3 separate regions of the Sus scrofa genome follow, and all the other regions are linked to region 1. Evidence: chromatin contacts called from public HiChIP or PLAC-seq data. All regions are on one chromosome and are shown on one strand. The core of a region is the stretch at or near the end of the contact, and the rest is flanking DNA. Distances in the headings are between cores, read along the strand shown. Region 1 holds the start of PGGT1B (geranylgeranyl transferase type-1 subunit beta). Region 2 holds the start of TICAM2 (toll like receptor adaptor molecule 2). Region 3 holds the start of FEM1C (protein fem-1 homolog C).

Evidence for each region. HiChIP or PLAC-seq counts read pairs in DNA pulled down with a chosen protein or histone mark.
Region 2: a contact with region 1 is called in an H3K27ac HiChIP or PLAC-seq map of alveolar macrophages. The contact joins the promoter of TICAM2 here to the promoter of PGGT1B in region 1. A contact is called at or near these places in 1 of 5 promoter capture datasets (fetal liver), 1 of 47 Hi-C or Micro-C datasets (embryonic fibroblasts) and 1 of 2 datasets of contacts at active chromatin or transcription factors (alveolar macrophages).
Region 3: a contact with region 1 is called in an H3K27ac HiChIP or PLAC-seq map of alveolar macrophages. The contact joins the promoter of FEM1C here to the promoter of PGGT1B in region 1. A contact is called at or near these places in 1 of 5 promoter capture datasets (fetal liver), 1 of 47 Hi-C or Micro-C datasets (embryonic fibroblasts) and 2 of 2 datasets of contacts at active chromatin or transcription factors (alveolar macrophages and skeletal muscle).

Annotation. Positions count from the first base shown.
Region 1 is chr2:119,439,439-119,442,516 of Sscrofa11.1, forward strand. PGGT1B (geranylgeranyl transferase type-1 subunit beta) reads right to left here and starts at 1,396. Exons shown (of 9, transcript XM_003123848.6): 1 at 737-1,396. The coding sequence starts at 876.
Region 2 is chr2:119,759,240-119,762,317 of Sscrofa11.1, forward strand. TICAM2 (toll like receptor adaptor molecule 2) reads right to left here and starts at 1,520. Exons shown (of 1, transcript NM_001204351.1): 1 at 1-1,520. The coding sequence starts at 1,520. The coding sequence ends at 807.
Region 3 is chr2:119,721,574-119,724,651 of Sscrofa11.1, forward strand. It overlaps FEM1C (protein fem-1 homolog C), which reads right to left and starts at 1,467. Exons shown (of 3, transcript XM_021084648.1): 1 at 1,086-1,467; 2 at 1-242. The coding sequence starts at 53.

The DNA of each region.
Region 1 (3,078 bases), core at 146-2,645:
GGAAAGAGATTAGAGCAAAACCAATTTGCTCTCTCTTCCAAACCAGTCTCATGCAGCTTTGGAATCTCACTTCAAAACACAGCAATGCAGAGCAAAGATCGCCTCCTCCTTTCATTATTCTCATTGCCAGACTTTTACTCTGAATGACTAATTCACAGTTTCTTAGCCTACTCCAACTCACAAGGCTCTTCCAAATAAACTTTAACAGGCTGCTTATAAGCAACACCGCACCTCTTTCATCAATCCTATCATGAGATGTACAATTCCTGAAAAGTTCATATCTACGCAAACCTTAGAGGTTTGCTGCCGCTCCTATACGCTGAACACCATACAGGCACTCAATTAAGACTCAACGGCTTTATAGAGGAAAGAAAAGCACAGCGAAGATTATCTACATAAAATACGATGACAAACACTTTTTTTCCTTTTTTATCGGAAGTGAGGTCAAAGTGACTCATATAGGCTGAGAGAAGGGATAAAAAAGGAAGCTCCCAGTTGACAGGAAAAAAAAATGGAAGTGAAAAGGGCGGAAACTGGAGATTCCAAAAGCCCTCGACTCGCAGCTCCCTTCATTCCTACCGCCGTAGCTCGGGAGTGAGGGTGACCGCAGGCCGGCCGGAGAGGGGAGGCAGTGAAGGGTGGGCGGCGCCGCAGCCCCCTGCGGCCACCCACTTAGCCGTCTTCCTCCATGCTCCTGGAGCCGGGCCCCGTGCTGGTCCCGCTGACCCCCAGTTACCTGCTGGTCTCAAGCGAAGAGTAGCGCTCCGGCAAGACTTGGAGGCAGCGCTGGAAGAACCGCACGTGCCGGTCCCGCAGGAAATCCAGCCGCTCTCCGTCACCGCTCCCAGCCGGCCGCTCGTCCTCCGTGGCCGCCATGCTGCTACGGAAACGACGTCCACTGCGACCCGGAAGCAGTTGGCGCGCGGCGCGAAGGAAACCCGAAGGGCGGCCACCGCGTGGCAGGTGAGGAGGGGGCGTGCGCCTGCCCCTGTTCTTCCCGGTAATGGAGACTACACGCTGTCAACACAATGCCTCATGAGGCGCGTTCTCCCTCCGTAGCGCACAACCAGCCTTTTCTACTCTAAGCCCCAAAGGTTTGGAAACACCTTGCAGGCCTTGTAAAATGCAGCCCAAGATCCACAAATCTTTGCAGAACTTTTATCGTGGGGGGAAGTGTAAGGTCAGTAGCTTCAAGTTCACTTTGAGAAAAATCACGGCCCTAAAGAACACGAAGATGGTATATATGAAAACGGGGATGAGTCAGTATAAATTTGTCAACAGACTCATTTTCGGAAGCCACAGTTTTAAGCTGAACGGAGAGCGAAATTAAACCTACAAATCAATTAGAGATAGACAAATGCTTATTAAATAATTACCAACGCGATGAAAGTTAAGACTTCCTAGTATCATTTTCTTTTACGAGTCTTAAAAATTTTACTCTTTGAGTCAGGATCATCCAGGATCAATGCAGCATAAATTTGCAATAGCAAATATGCTCAACGTGTTCTCCAACTACGCATATGCTAAAAAATGAAAAGAAACATGTGCTTCTAGCTATTTTTTTCAAAAAGAGGGATTTAAGTTGCTTCAGCCATATACTATTGCCTTTAAAAGTTCACAAGGCAGTCTTGGGGTGGGGGGTGAATCTGCCCTAAGGATCAGGCCTGAATTGGCTTTTTGTAATCAAGTAATAGTTTAGGTATAATTTAAATGCTAGCTTTCTTAGAAAATGTTTCTCTTAAAAAACTACCACGTGGACTGGAGTTATCCTATTTCACCAATCCAAAGCATCTTGTATAAAGCATCTAGTATAACAGGTACTAGTAACTATTCACAGGTATTCCTGCATGTAACAAATATTGCATTAACAAACTGCCAAGTAAGGGCAAAGGGCTGTCCTTGGTGCTTCCCTCCAAATATGGGGGCAGTCTTTGCCTTGTAGGTATGCCCAGTCTAGAGGAGTTTTCACTGCATGATTACAATGAAGATCTGGCTTTCACTTAAAACTTATCCATCACTAAGTGTTTGAAAATGTTCAAGGTGAAGTCACATTACACACGCTGAACTTACTAGAATCCACTATGCTCACTCTATATAAGCTCAGAAAGACAATCCTATTAACCTAGCCCTTTAAGGGAAGCCAAATAGTTCACCTCATTCTCAGCAATCTGATCCAAATCTTGTGGAAATACTTCTGTGGTGAACTCATTGAGACATGATATACTGTCTAGGTAATTAACCATCCACCTTTTCCTGGGTGATTTTGATTAAATGGGATTTTTGACATCATGTGACAGAACCTAACCCCCACATAAAATGTCACTGTACATTATTGGCCAAGAAGTACAAGGCTTCAAAGTATAGGAATGATAGAGTATCTATAAAATTGAATATTATTTAGCCATTAAGTGATAATGTTTGAATTATATAGAAAGAAAAAAATATATGTGATGTAATGTTAAGCAATTATAGTATCTAAAATGTACTCTGAGACTAGCTGTTTAAAAACAGGTAGGTATGTTTTTTGAAAAAGTTACCTTAGGGTAGTGGAATTATGGGTGCTTTATAACATTTTTCCTTTAGTGTTTTTTCTAAATTTCTTATTAATACACTTCTTAATCCAGTATAAGAAATGTTTATTTACATACCTTCTGTGAGCTGGCAACTGAAGACATTATTGTGTTTATTCTGTATCGTCTATATAAAAGACTCATAAATTCCTCATTTATTTTAGATTCAGTTAGAAGGACTACCTTCTTCAAAATACTTTCATACTTTATTTAAAAAAATAAAAAAATAAAAAGCCTTAAGAATCACATCACCCCCCCCCCAAGGCTTTCCGTAAAGCTGTATTTGTGTATAACAAAAAACATGTTAGAAAGCAATGCCTGAGAAACCTTTCCTTTTCTGTATCTTGTTGCTGTTGAATTCTATTTATTTTTATTTTTCATCTTTTTGAACATGCCCATGGCATATGGAAATTCCTGGGCCAGGGATCCAACTCATGCCACAGTAGTGACTTGAGCCACAGCAGTGACAATGCCAACTCCTTAACCCACTGAGCCAGAGAGGAACTCG
Region 2 (3,078 bases), core at 270-2,769, 320 kb after region 1:
ATGAGATGAATTTTTAATGGTTGCCATAGAAGAGGTTACCGGTTTTAAAGAACATCTGGCCAGGGACACATACACCTTTTCAGAAGGCCCTGGTCACAGATGAAGACTGACATGGAGAGTTTCCAGCTATAGGGGTCATCTCAACCCCAGGCATGGAGTCCTAATCACAAGATTGTTAAATGGGCCACCAATCAGTGGTGGGAACTGCCTCCAACTTTGCAAATTCCAGCTGAAAGGAAAACGCATTGGATTGGATTATTTTAAAGAGGCCCACCATTCTCACATCTATTTTTCATTTCACATTTATCAGTTCTCACCATTCCAAATGAACTAATCTGGCTATCCCTATTTCTGGACGACAATACTGGGAAGGCTTTCCTGCAACATTCGTGAGAGGTGCCGCAACAGGGAGAGCTGTCAGATTTCTCAAGGCCATTGTTTTGCCAACGTGTCTTTTGAGAACAAAATCAAAGTGTTATGGTATTTTTTTAAATGTCTATCATATAAGTTCTTGTTCAAGTTCAATACAAGAAAAGTGAATTTAAAATATCCTTTGTTGAACTAGGAAAGCTGTGAGAGGAATCAGAGGTTTTGCAACTCTGACAATTGCAAGTTTAGAGAAACATCAAAAGTACCTCAATTCTATAGAGTGTCCTGCAAAAATCTATTTTTCTTGGGCTCTACAGTTTTCCCCTAAGAGCAAGGTTCTCTTCCATTTAAACTTTTCCTAGAAATTTGCTTTCTCAAGTGAAGAGAAACCATTTGCTTTACAAAACAAGGGCACACCATGTGTTATATGTCCCATCTCAGGCAATCAATTGTCTTTGTACCAGATTTCTGGTCTCTTTCCATATAGCCTGTTGTATCTGATACACAGACTCCTGAAAAATCCTTTCCACTTGTGTAGGAAAGCCACGACTTTCTTCCTCCAGGGCGTTGATGGTTCGCAGAGCAAAGGGGGTCTTTTCTCGGGGCAGGGGGTTGTTCAGGGGCCGCATGGGGATGACAGAGTTGTATTTGTGCTGTCTGTTCACGGAGTTCATGAGAGATGTATAGAACTGGAACTTACACCAGGTGTCTCTTAGAAAGTTTTCAGTCAATAGCAAGATTGTCCAGGCAGAGCCATTGACAGCATCGTCTAAATTCTGTAAATGCTGTCTGCCACACGGCATCTCAGCAAAGATTATTCCAGGTTTGATCCCGAAGTCATTTTGCAGCAGATTCTGGACTCTGAGGGCTTCATCTGTGTCATCTTCTGCGTGTAGTATCACAAATTTGAGGAACACCTCTTCTTCTGCTTCCTCTTCAGGCATCTCTTCCACTCCGTCAGCTCCCTCCTGCTCTCCTGTTGGCATCTCTGCTGAACTGCTACATGCAACATCTTCGCCACCATGCAGGGGGATTTCCTCAGATATCGTGCAATCTGTCTCGTGAGGTTTTTGACTTGTATCCACACCGTGGCTTTTACTCCAAGAGAGAGAAAGAAGGCAGGGATCTGTCTTAGACTTCCCGATACCCATTATAAATATCCAAGTCAGAAAGGAAAGCTTTATTTATTTCTCAGCATTTCTTTTCATCCTAAAAGGAGAAATAACAAAGCAGAAGACTACTGTAAATTTCATCAAAACAATTAAAATGGAAAATCTCATTCAACCTGCAAACCTCAAAAAGATTATAATATATAGCTTTCTAAGAAGAAAATGTCAAAGAGATCATTGGAGATGAAGTCACTTGTCTTGTTTGAGTTCCACAAGGGCTACCACAGGTAGGCAGGGGTAGGTTAAACACAGGGGTCCGGTTTAATATAAAAGGAGATGTTTGGAAACTTTAAATGGTATTATATTGGCATTATAAACTCCAGTTAAATTACTTTGGTGTGTTAGCGAAAAGGGACCGTATCACTCTACTCATATGGAGTTTAAATTCAACTTCTCCATAACCAAATTACTGTGTAAACTAGAAACAGGAAAACTAAAAGAAACAAAATATTCATATTAACTTCAAAACATATTTTTGTTTCAAATGCAAATACAAAACAGAATACAAATACCCTAAAGACAGCTAATAGGCAGCTCTGCTGACTCAGAATAAAAAGATCTGAAATGTTAAATGAAATGTTGCTCAGGATTCACCGGTTCAGAGCTTTTTCTCTTTTTTTTTCTTTTCTTTTTTTTTGGTCTAGGGTCAGGGATTGTTGTACTGGGGCTGGTGCAGAAACTAATAAACTTTTGCAAAAAGTAAGGAATATCTTTTTCCAGCTAATCCTGGGAATAATTAAGAAAACATATTTCTGCACCCAGGTAAAAAAAGTAACATCTTGGTTTGGAAGTGTAATCTGGAAACAAAGCCTTGTGATTTCCAGGGAAATCAATAATGATCATAGTCTGTATCATTCTTTTATTTTAAAAGGCCTAAACTCAGAGTAGAAGAATTAGATCAGCTGTGAAAGAGAGATACTCCATGTGAATCTAATGCTGCAGTATTGTTAATACCCAAATAAGCAGTTTCAAGGGGGTACTTTCATCAAAAGACAGAAAATTCAGAATAGATAAGTATAAAATACATGTTGTCAAATATGGGCCCATAGGCTATATTCCAAAGGATTTTTATATATTGTTCATGAGCAAAGATCAGAGATCAAGAAGAAATTAGAATCTTATTCATAATGACATAAGTACCAGCTACATATGCCAAAATAATTCAAGTTTAGATGAAACCGTTCATCAAATGGTGAAAAACTGTTATGGGAAGAAAAAATAAGGAAAAACGTATACAGAATTTCTTTCTAATGTAAATAAGGAGTGAAAGGGTTTGCTACTGCCACTGAATAGTGAAGAAATCACTGGCTACTGGCTGTCATTGATTCTGCCTGTTCTTCAGGTTCTGATCCACACTATATTGTGCCAGCCACCAAGTGGTGGTCTAAGGCATGACAACCCTCCAAGGCTACATACATACATCCCAAAAAATAAACCCAAATGAATTCGGACTCTCTTCGCTAGTTAAGATTAACTGCTCACTTTAATACTGCATCAATGAAAAAAGTTTTACTATGTCAAGTTGCAGAGAGAAGCTTCC
Region 3 (3,078 bases), core at 217-2,716, 280 kb after region 1:
AGCCGGAGTTTGCCATCTCGAGCTGCGTTAAATACTGCTGTCTTTAGATCCATTTATGTCCAGTTGAGAGGCTGTGCTTTATTTATCCTTCGAAGCAAAGCTCCAGCTTAACTCTATCGACACAGACAAGAGTTACAGTAACCGAAGTTCTGTGTTAAACACTGCACCCCAGGACTGGTATAAAACCACAGCGAGTAGGTTCTGTCTATTGCCTTCCAACATCTGACAACCAGGGCACCAAACTAGAGAGAAGGAAAAAAAAAAAAAAAGGAGCAGTTTTGAATTTTCCATAGGTTAAGGTAAAAACCACTAGGTTTTCTTAATTTCTACTCCGGGGGAGCCACACTGTAAGGGACTACTCCGCCCCTTCCCCCCAGAAAAAGGTGGGAAAGGAGAATACATAAAAGTACAGAGACGCAAATGTTTTGGTGGGAGGCAGTCTCACCTCTATATACCGTAAATGTAAACGCTACAGGCAACCGGTTTTCTCGCCTCCTAACCAGCTAAGCTTTGTTCTAGTTCTGCTTTGCACACGCCCAGAGAGAGTACAAGCGAAGAGGCAGAAGACCCGGGCGCAGAAATGTTTCACATCTGCAGAGGAGAGCGGGCCAAGGGCGCGAGGCTGAAAGGCCTCGCTGTGGCCAGGAGAGGGAATAAAAAAGGTCGGAGCCAACAAACCGCGGCCGGCTAACGCCAAAACCCTCACCCGAAAGGCTCTCTTTCCTTTAAAACTACTCCAGACTCTCAGGAAATCCGGCTGCCTTTTAGCTAACTTCGTCCGCCCCATTTTTTTTGATTCCCCCACCGCGCGCCCCGCCAAAAGGGACCCGCAGGTTCCCCAAACCACAGCTGCCGGTATATAACCTTCACCTCTACCTTTTCCAGAAACCGGCAGCCCTCGCCCCAAGTTCCTCGATCGACCTCTACCCGCTCTATGCCGGCCGACGAGTCTAGGGCCTCCATCCCGCTGCCCGCCTTCCGCTGCTGGGGGCGCCCTCCTTCCCCTTCCCGCCCAGGCCTCCCCGTGGACGCCTCAGGCCGCAGCTCGGGCTCCGCCAGGCCGCCGCCGCTGCCACTGCCACTACCTGCCCTGGGGTTAGTTCTCCCCGCTGGCCGCCCGGGCACGGGCCGGCCCCTTCAAATTGAAACCGTTGTCCGCGCCGCCGCCCGGGCCGCGTTGCTCCGCCTGCGGCCGCACAGCTCGTCCATGCCCCGCGCCCCACAGGAATGAATCCAGCCGCGCCGCTTGCCCCGCCCCGCCACGCCGAGCTGCCTCCCGCCCTCCCAGTCTGCGCGGGCTGCAGCGGCTGCAGCGGCGGATGGTGTAATGGGCTGCGGGCCGGGGGCCGGACAAGCCCAAGCACTACTTCACATCACTGACGCGGCAGCAGTGCCATTGGGCCGGGGGAGGGCGGCGGCCGCCGCGAGCAACTGCCTAGGGGCGGGGCAGGGAGGCTGCCAGGGCGGAGCGACGCGAGAGGGGGTGGGGCCATGGCTCGAAGAAGGATGGGCCTGCGTGCGGCACGCGAAGGGGGCGGGGCCACGCAGGCATCCGCGGCCGGGGGTTGGTGGAGCGGCTGCGCAGATCTCGCGGGCTCCTCCGCTCTCCAGGTTTCAGGCAATCGTCTCAGGGGCTCTTTGGGTCCCACTGCCGAAACCCCCGGAGGCGTCGTAGCCATTACTACTTTGTCATTACCCTCTCAGACTAGCCTCTCCTAAGGTTCTTTCCTTTGGTGGGCCATGGAGCTCTTTATAAGAACTCAAAAAGGCAAAACAAGAACAACACAAGAATGAAATTTGGGAAAAAGACTACTTCTGGAGGCTGACAATCAAGACTTTTTAAAAAATATGGACTAAAAAAAATATATAAAACTACAGGGAATGGTAAAAACAGAGCAGTATAAATCAACAAGGTCGAATTCTTGACTGTAAACAATAAAACCAGGAAACGAAAGAAAGGTACGAAATTAATATACGTAAAAATAATTACTACTTCACACAGCAGGAAATGAATTTGTGGAATCCGTGACATTAACACATGGGGTGTGTTAAACTAGGTCGAGGAAGAGTTTAAACATGTTTGGAGAATGACACCCATAGTGAATCATGAGAAAATAATTTGGAAGAACTTGGTGTTCAATCTGGTGAACACTTTATTTGGAGGAACTTAAACTCACAGTTTCTTGGTACCACTGAGGGAAAGAAAATATTAGATTATAGCTCACAAGTTTCCTTTTCAAAGAGCTACTACCTCTTACTATAACGATGTCTCACGTTTTTATAATTTTAATAATCATTTTTAAGTGGAGCATTATATTGGCATTAGGCAGTCAGCATTAGGGTCAACATTAGTAACCCAAGATTCAAGTGAAGGTTATTACCACTGAGAAGAAAATTTAGAACAGAATATAAAAGATGAGAGTAACTGTCTATACAAATCAAAGAGCCAGGAGAGATTGACTGTTTTAACACTAATGTTACAGGTCACAGTTCTATACTCTCAAAGTATAAATACTAGAGACAGTTTCCCACCCAAGGCCTAACCTGGGCTGACCTCTCTTATCAGATTCAATAAGATTATGTGAAAATTTACAACAGTGTTCTTCAAACCAACAAGTGCATCCCTTGGGGGATTTTCACAGGGTAGGTGCACATTTAGTTTTAAGGCCACCAGTTTCTGAATATTCACCTTGCATCCATCTATATTATTTCCTAAAATTGATCTGCTGGTAAAGGAAAGCAATTAAGTTTTCATTTCCTAACTCTTTCACATGAGCCATATATACCCAAATATATTAGCCATATATCCAAACCACAAAAAGAAAGGTCATAACTTCCACTGAGAATCTTAAAATGGTACATTGCTCCAGGGTATAAAAAGCTAAGGCAACCTTTGTCAATTCTTTGTCAATTTAAAACATTGGAGGAGTTCCCGTTGTGGTTCAGTGAGTTATGAACCTGACAAATATTCATGAGAAGGCAGGTTTAATCCCTAGCCTCACTCAGAGGGTTTAAGGTGTTTCTCTAAGCTGTCCTGTAGGTCTAAGATGTGCCTTAGATCCTGAGTTGCTGTGGCTG